Regions from separate parts of the Sus scrofa genome. Here region 2 is linked to region 1. Evidence: chromatin contacts called from public HiChIP or PLAC-seq data. All regions are on one chromosome and are shown on one strand. The core of a region is the stretch at or near the end of the contact, and the rest is flanking DNA. Distances in the headings are between cores, read along the strand shown. Region 1 holds the start of PDE3B (cGMP-inhibited 3',5'-cyclic phosphodiesterase B). Region 2 holds the start of COPB1 (coatomer protein complex subunit beta 1).

Region 1 (4,232 bases), core at 1,658-4,157:
TGCCAATATATTACAATTAGGTTATGTTAAACTGTAATGCAGTTAAGCTCAGGAAAATTGTCTGCAAATGTGATGAAACTGTGCTAAAACACTTTGCTGGTGTTAAAAAATGCACCCAATTCACAAATAGTCAAATGTCAAATGCTTTTCTCCCAGTCTACACAACTGCTCTACAGTGAATCTTCTCATGACAATTTTTCTCCTGATACATATTTTTAAGCATTGTCTCTCATCGCTGGCAGTAAACTGAAAAAAAAAAAAAAAAAAAAAAAAAAAAAGGCATTACATCTTTTGACCATTTCTTGAAGCATTTGGCTAAATAACTACAGGCCACAAAAGCAGCCTCTGAAAGCACTTTTCAGGAAGCAAGGTGTTGTCTCTAAGCACTACACATAGTGTAGTAGCTTGTAGTTTTAACTTAAAGAGCAAAGAGCTTCAGATGTAGTAAGAATAAGAAACTTCTGTTTCAAATATATTGGGTCTCTGGTGCAGAACATATCACTAATCAAGAAGTCTGAAAACCAATGGTATAGACTCCTACTTAAGCAAAATCTCTACACTCATCCTTTTAGTTGTTTAGCAGACAGCACTGAAAACTGGAACACCTAGTTTCAAATTCCAGCACTGCCACTTACTAGATGTGTGACGCTGGGTAATATCTATAAGCCTCAATATTTGTTCATCTCTAACTTGAGGTTAATGTCATCTGTCATAGAGGGTCCTTGTAAGGATTTAAGACATTGTAAGTATTTTGCATTTAGTAAGTGCTCAGTGAATAGAACTATAGTTAGTGAGTTTCTCCCCAAGGTAGAACAGGTAAGATTTCCCAAGGCTACATAAAGACAGAAACTCTCCCCCTAATGATGATGATTTCAATTCCTTTACAAAACAAAACCATGTAAAAACCTACAGGAAAAGAAATTGTAAATGCTTTTGGCATATTTCCAAACATTACTAAGTTTAAAGGTTAAATTGTTACAACACCCTCCTACTTATGCAACAAACACGACCCTGAGTTAGTCTGTAAAAGATTTTATTAGCCTGTACTTCTGAAAAATGCAGCGGGGGGGGGTCTTAAAATTATTCCGAGTCTTTTCATCTAAATTAACAAATCTCCGTTCCCAAACTCACCACTGTTCCTTTTATTGTAAGATCTCAGACTTGTCCTCTTAATTATCCAGAATAATTAAACCACACTGATTAAAATGCACATGTATATATATTCACTCATTCTAATGACTGCATGTTATCTTCGGCGAGACATCATCATTATAACAGCAACAGATAAATGGCTTCACAAAGATACACATCAGACTCTGCCAAAGTGGGAGTAGTCAATCTATTAAAGTTCAAAATAATTCATTTCATTCTGAGAATGCGTCCAATGCATAGCAAACTCTTTAAAAAGTGCAATATGCCTAGTCTGCTACTTCATTTCTATTCAAAGATAAAAGGTACTTTTGCCTTTTAAAAAAGCTTCTTGTATTTCAGGAACTTTTTCCAGAACAAAACTTTTCTTTTTTTCACCCTGGAAGTTAACATGCTTTCAAACACGCTAATTCAACTCGGGAACTGAAGCGATAAAACCGCCCTCCCTTCCTTACCAAACCTTGCTTTCTGGTAACATACCTGTTCTCTCGAAACGCAAGGCAACGAAGGTCTCCTAAACATTTTGCAACTTCCATAGTAACTGGCTGAAGTTTCTCCGAACGACACGCAGCTGGACCTCCTCCGGGGTCTGATCACAGGCACTTTTTCTTCGGCGGTACTGGACAACCGAGGATGATGGGGAGCTTCCCTGATTTGAAAGAAGTGATCCAGCCCCAGGGCCAGCAGGCAGCCGACGCTCCCCACCAGGCAGGACAGCAGCGGCCGGACGGCTGGGGTCAGCGCCCCGAGGCTGGTGAAGGACACCCACCAGACGAAGCTGGAGAGGAGCAGCACCAGGATGCTGTGCTGGAGCCTCGCCGGGTGCACGAGTGTCAGCAAGCCCACGCAGCTCAGCACCAAGAACCACCTGCCTGCCACCGCTGCGGGCGTGTGCGGGGCCGGGGTCCCAGCGTCTCCGTCCCCCCAAGGCCAAGACCCCCACTGCTCCACCAAGAAGTCCCCCAGGTAACAGCAGCCAGGCAGCGCCAGCAGCCACCAGGAGCCGCCGCCGCTCCGGCCCGGGCCGGGGCCCCGCTTGGTCCGCGTCAGGAAGCAGGTGAGGAAGAAGAAGGCACAGGCGATGCTGAAGAGGGGGCTGAGGCTGTGCGAACAAACGCTTAACAGGGTCCGCAGCCGGGCGGCCCCAGCAGCCCAGCTCTCGGGCCCCGAGCCGAACAGCAGGGCGAGGACAAAGGCGGCCAGGGCGCCCAGCGCGAGGCGCGCCGGGGAGAAGGGGGAGCCGCGCCGCGGCTGCTGGGGGGAGGCCCGCGGCGGCAGCAGCAGCTCCACGTTGCAGAAGCGGCAGAGGTGGAAGAAGAAGCCGCGCGGAGGGTCCTGCCGCAGGGGGCTCACGCAGCCCTTCACGTAGCCGTTCCTCAGGCTCTCAGGGGGAGAGCCGGCCCCGTCCGGCGGCTGTGGATACCGCATGGCTTTGGCGTCTCGCTCGTCCCTCCTCATGGCCCGGACCCGGAGTGGCAGCAGGGGCTCGGCACGCCCCGCTCAGACAGCAGCAGCGGCTCGCGCTCGGGGCGCCCCCCGGCTCGGCAGCGCGTCAGGGCTGCGCCCGCCGCCTCGGCCCAGGGTCCCCGCCGCGCGGCCGGGGAAGCGGCGGGGTCCGCGACATGCTGGCTGAGCAGAGGGGCGGAAGGGGCTTTGCTCCCGGACCGCTGCGGCAGGACCCTCTCCTTTTGCCTCGGACACTTCTCGACACTAGAGCCTCGGTGTCGCCTCCCAGCTCCCGCGGGCTGCAACAGTTACCTCACGGCCCCAGCCTGGTCCGTTGGGCGCGCGAGCGGCGGGCGGGCGCTCCTCCCCCGCCGCTGCCCCGGCCGGGCGCGCGCCCGGCCCGCCGCCCGCGCGCGCTCGCGCCCTGTCCAGTCCAGCAGCCACCGGCACCGCCTCTTGTTCTCGTAGCTGCTGGTCTCGACGTGAGCCGGGGACCCCTGCCCACTAATAGTGCGGGGACTGGAGAGAGCGCGGCTAGGGCTGTCGGAAGACTGGCCGGGGCTGGGAGAGACAGGCGGAGTCCTTTTCGGATAGAAGAGGGCGCGCCCGCCATCCTGGGACCCCAGGCGCGCAGGTTCCCTTTGGGGTAAGTCACAGACTTCAGCCAAGCTCCGACAGGTCACTACCGGGAGCTTGGGTTAAGAGGGCGTTTATGGCCCCCAAGGGGATTGCCTAGTAGAGAAACTGAGTTGAAGAGGCGGCGGGTCCTACCTCTACCCTCATTTCAGTTTAGGGTGGGTCATTGGACTGTCCAAGCGTGCTGTGACCCGGTAAGGGTCAGCCACCACCAAGGTCATGGCGAACAAGCTCATTGTGGCTAGATCTGTCCCTCAGCAGCAACGTGGACTCTTGGGCCACGCTGCAGACCCTTGCAACGGTTTTTAAGGAGAAGCATGCACCTGGAGCGCTCTCTGGAAGCATCCTAGTAGATATTATGGAGTTTGTCTTTCTCAAGAACCATCTTCATGGGAGAGGAACTACTGTTCCATCTTAGCACTCCCTGCCCAAACATACCCTCTGTTCACATCTGTATCCCTACCCCCAACATGCCTAGAAAATCTGTTGGAAAGTTCTTTCCACGTAGAAGGCTTTTTCACTGTAATTGCGTGTTGGGGTGGGGGGTTGCAGGGGCGATTGAAGGATTAGGAGTTCTCACCAAGACCATTGCCTAGTTTATATCAGTTGGCCATGAAAGGAGCTAAATAGGATGCTATCTGTGAATTACTAGTGAAACTAACTGCACGTAGGAAACACTGACTTGAAAGCGGGAAGAACTTTGCTGTACCAAAGGGACTGCTCTGGAATTTCACCAATCATAACTGCCTTAGAGAGTGAACTGTGTTTCCCTCCACCGAAAGTCTCCCTTCAACCTCATGACAGCCCTGCATTTCTCAGAGAGCTAATTCCACATTTTTCCAGGGAGATGTGAAACCTTACTGTGTGGTAAATCCCACAAACAGGCCCATTTTTCACCAATTAATCTCTGCCCACAGCCATGACCTAGAACAGACTATTTTCATATATGGTCATAGTTCACATACATAGCATAAATCACAGAGAAATTAGCACAAGTGTTT
Region 2 (4,280 bases), core at 380-2,879, 150 kb after region 1:
AAACTCCTAAGTTATTCCCCCCCACCTTTCCTCTTTGGTAATGATAAATTTGTTTTCTATGTCTGTAGGTCTATTTCTGTTTTGTAAAATATGATACAAATTCATTTGTATCATATTTTAGATCCCACGTATAAGTGATATGATATCTATGTCTTTTCAAAACAAATTGCTTTAATAAAATGAATGTACAGGATTTGAGGAGGACATGGCCCTTGGGATGTATTTTGGGTTTTCAAAGAATTTATTTTATTTATTTTTTGGCTGTGCCCTGCAGAGCACAAAAGTTCCCAGGCCAGGACGTAACCGTGCCACAACAGTGGCAATGCTGGATCCTTAACCCAATGAGCCACCAGAGAACTCCTCAAATAATTTATTTTTTGCTCCATAATTCCAAAAAGAAGAAATAAATCTCAAAATAACTGTATTCTAGATAGATGAGGCTCTACTTGTGTTCTATCTCATCTCTAATTGAGATGAGCCTGTCAGTAAGGTCAGGTTGTCAGACCTTTGTTTTTCTTTGTCCTTTGTCTTTTAAGGGCCACACCTGCGGCACTTGAAGGTTCCAAGGCTAGGGGTCAAATAGGAGCTGTAGCCGCCATTCTATGCCACAGCCACAGCAACGCTGGATCTGAGCTGCCTCTGTGACCTACACCTCGCTCACGCTACGCAGGATCCTTAACCCGCTGAGCTCGGCCAGGGATTGAATCTGCATCCTCATGGTTACTAGTCGGATTCGTTAACCACTGAGCCACGAAGGGAACTCCTGTCAGAGCTTTTTTGTATTTGCAATATTTTGCTTAACGCTTCAAAAAAATTTTTATTAATAATTGGCCAGAAAACCCTTTGTGTGCTTGCGCATGTGTGTAGGGGGGCGGGGCAGGGATATAGAAACTTAAATGGACAAAACCACTGGTACTATGGCCGGTTGTAGCTGTAACAAGAGACAGGTAAAATCCTTTGAAATAGTGACTGTTAATCTCCCTTTACGCATAAAAAATTTCTAATCTAGGTTATATTAAAGGATCATGAAAGGGACCGTTGCTAAATAAAGACCAGAACTCAGACTAGTGATACTTTGACATTCAAACAACTCCAGCCTAACTGCAGAGGCAGAGATTCACCCTACGTCAAGCTTTAAGAGCCGAAATGGATCTTCATATAATCCAGTGTCTCTTATTAGAAGAATTGAATTTATTTCTCAACTAGTATTTAGTTACTTTCCTAGTTTTTTAGTGGGTGAACTAGAAAAGGGCTTCCAGTTCTCAGTCTATCGTTTCCCACTGGGCCACACAGCCCTGGAAAACGTTTCCCCCCCTCTGTCAAAGCACTTCCTCTCCTTGGCTGTTTTAGTTCGTGGAAGAAAAAAAAAAAAAGTTTCTTAGTGGCGTTTAAATGATCTCAGTGCTTAATTTAAGCTTGCACATAAAACTTGATAAGTATGTGTTTCCAATTCCCTCTTCGGCCTAAAGGAACAGTCGCCAAGAGAAGAGGAAGAAACCTGCGGTTCCTTTGAGTTAGAAACACTTATAATGTCTTGCAGCGCGCAGGCGCAGGACGGAGAAGGCTTGTCCTCTCTGACTTGCCGTAGGGGCTAGGTGGCTGCAGCCTGGGTTGGTTCCTTACCCCTTTCCACGTCAGCGGAGGACTTTGCAGAGCTGCAGCTGCTTCTGGGGGTTGGAACCGGAGTAGACGCTCCCGCGGCTGCCCCAGCTGCTGCCCTCGGAGTCAGGTAGCGCCACAAGCCCCTAATCTCGGAGGCTCGTGCTAGAGTCGGAGGAACTGGCTCTAGTGGGAAGATTCGGAAGGGGAGCGACTAGGCCGCTAGCGTCCGGGCCTGGCGAAGTGGAACGCGGGGCCGGGAAGCTGTGGGCCGGACGCCCCATCCCGGCCTGCTTACTGACCGGAGGTTTTTCCCAGGCCCCGGGCCTCGCTGTTCCCGGCGGGGCTTGCTTAGCTGGAGGGAAGGGAGAGGAAAGGGGCGTGGGGGCGGGGGCAGAGCACTGATTGAGGGAGTCAAGTAGACAGAGTCGGGTCCCATGGATGAATGCCTTCAAGCGCTCTGTTTTAGCAGAGTATTCGTGCACGGGGTCTCTTGAGCAGTTCAGGTTGTGTGTTAGGTTTAAAAGTTACTTCTGTAACGTGATGTGGTGGGGCTGGAGGACTGTCACTGTATTGTGGGCTTTAATTCTCCAGTACAGCGTTCTAAACCTTGGGCGGGGTTGTGGGGTGGGAGGTAATATACCCAAGGCCAAGGCTGACAAGTGTGTATTTTTTGTTATATCAGGATTTATTTTTGAGACACAACAGAGATTGACTCCCCCCTTCTAAACTTCTGAAATAATAAGCCGTGCTGTATGAACTTTAGACAGAAAAGATCACAGTGGTTACTAGTTGTGTTTTGTGGAGGGTTTTTTGGTTTGTTTTTTTACTTGTAATGATATCCTTGTATTTTATTTTTCTAGATTTTTTTAGCATCTGTTATCTTAAAATTGAAGGTTGGTTATAACCGGAAATCATGACGGCTGCTGAGAACGTCTGCTATACGTTAATTAACGTGCCAATGGATTCAGAACCACCATCTGAAATTAGCTTAAAAAATGATCTAGGTAAACTTTGATAATATTTTGAAAATGAAATATAAAACATGCAGATAAGCTCATTTGGTTTTTAAGTTTCTTTATTTAGAAATGCTTGATTTTTGTCTACTTTTTTTTTCCTAGGATCTTTTCAGTAGAACTTTGTCCTATTAAAAATGAAAATTTGTTACCTTTAGAGTTGCAGTATTTGTTTTTGGAAATGAAACAACAGCTCAGTTTAGCTTATAACATAGTGAGGTGGGACTAAAGATATATAATGGTTTAGTTTTTAGATAATCTTCAGAATAACATAATGGTTTGTGTAGTTTAATATGTTTAAATGTAGCAATAATTCTCTGTAGGTAACAGGTTGAGAATGTATTTGTTTTAGTTCCTTTGTACACTTCGCTTCATATTGCTTAACTCGTAAAATCAAAACTTTGTTTTTTGGGTTCACCACCTGTTGAACAAATGAAGTCAACACGGAATACACATATATTTTCCAGAAAGATTTAAGCTTTTTATTTTTAAAGCATTTATGCTAAGAAGAAAACAAAAACTTATGTTTAAAACTGTATGCTGTGTCTCCTTTTTATGAGCAATTCTGTCAGAAAACTTTTTTAAGTAATGCACATTCCAAAAATCATGATTCTTATTTAATTGAAATACTAAAAATAAGTTACTGAAACTGACAACTACTGTGTAAAAGAGACTAGAGGGGAAATTATGCTTCAAATTTTGAGCATATTTTTTAGAAGATAGTTTATAGTTTAAAAGGAGACAGTATTTTACTTGCATATTCCCACCTTTTTTATCAATCATCAGTAACAGAATAGCTCTTGATTTTAGGTTACTTAATATTAGGTTTCAATTGAGGTCTATTTTAGAGAAGGAAAAAAACCTTTTTCATTTAGATTGATAGCCTTAGTTTACAAAAGCCACATGTACTGTATTTACTTTTTTTTCATAATCATGTAAGCTAGTAGAATGAAATGCAAATTAATAAACTTTCATTACTATTTTTTTCCTTATAATTTAAAGGTTTTCTTTTCTTTTTTTTGGTCTTTTTGCCTTTTCTAGGGCCGCTTCCACGGCATATGGAGGTTCCAGGCTAGGGGTCTGATCAGAGCTGTAGCTGCCAGCCTACACCAGAGCCATAGCAACACGGAATCTGAGCTGCATCTGCGGCCTACACCACAGCTCATGGCAACAACAGATCCTTAACCCTCTGAGCAAGGCCAGGGATCGAACTTGCAACCTCATGGTTTCTAGTCGGATTCGTTGACCACTGAGCCACGACGGGAACTCCTAAAAGTTTTCATTTTTAAATCCCTAAAGTACTTAAGCCTCTTGCTGGGAAGGTAAAGAATTAAACTTGTTCTTTTTTTTTCTGGCAGAAGTTCCCCGGCCATTGATCGAAGCCACACCAAACGTAACCAGAGCCATTGCAGTGACAACGCTGTATCCTTAACCTCCTGACCCACGAGGAAACTCCTAAAACTTGTTTTTAACTGTAAAAATACGCTTTTCTTAACTACCCTCCATCTACAGTAAATAAGTAATCTTGAATTTATGTAGTATATTTTTGACTTTGTCTTGGAAGAGTTGAGATGAGAAAAAGTTTAGAAGTAGTGTAGTTTCCAATTTGAGCAACAAGTATTTTTGGTGAAATAGTGACTTGCTTTACCTACACTTTACCTTTAA

The links. HiChIP or PLAC-seq counts read pairs in DNA pulled down with a chosen protein or histone mark.
Region 2: an H3K27ac HiChIP or PLAC-seq map of alveolar macrophages shows a contact between it and region 1. The contact joins the promoter of COPB1 here to the promoter of PDE3B in region 1. A contact is called at or near these places in 1 of 47 Hi-C or Micro-C datasets (liver) and 1 of 2 datasets of contacts at active chromatin or transcription factors (alveolar macrophages).

Annotation. Positions count from the first base shown.
Region 1 is chr2:44,611,168-44,615,399 of Sscrofa11.1, forward strand. It overlaps PDE3B (cGMP-inhibited 3',5'-cyclic phosphodiesterase B), which reads right to left and starts at 2,908. Exons shown (of 17, transcript XM_021083299.1): 1 at 1,630-2,908. The coding sequence starts at 2,607.
Region 2 is chr2:44,759,443-44,763,722 of Sscrofa11.1, forward strand. It overlaps COPB1 (coatomer protein complex subunit beta 1), which reads left to right and starts at 1,630. Exons shown (of 22, transcript NM_001172366.1): 1 at 1,630-1,729; 2 at 2,463-2,606. The coding sequence starts at 2,516.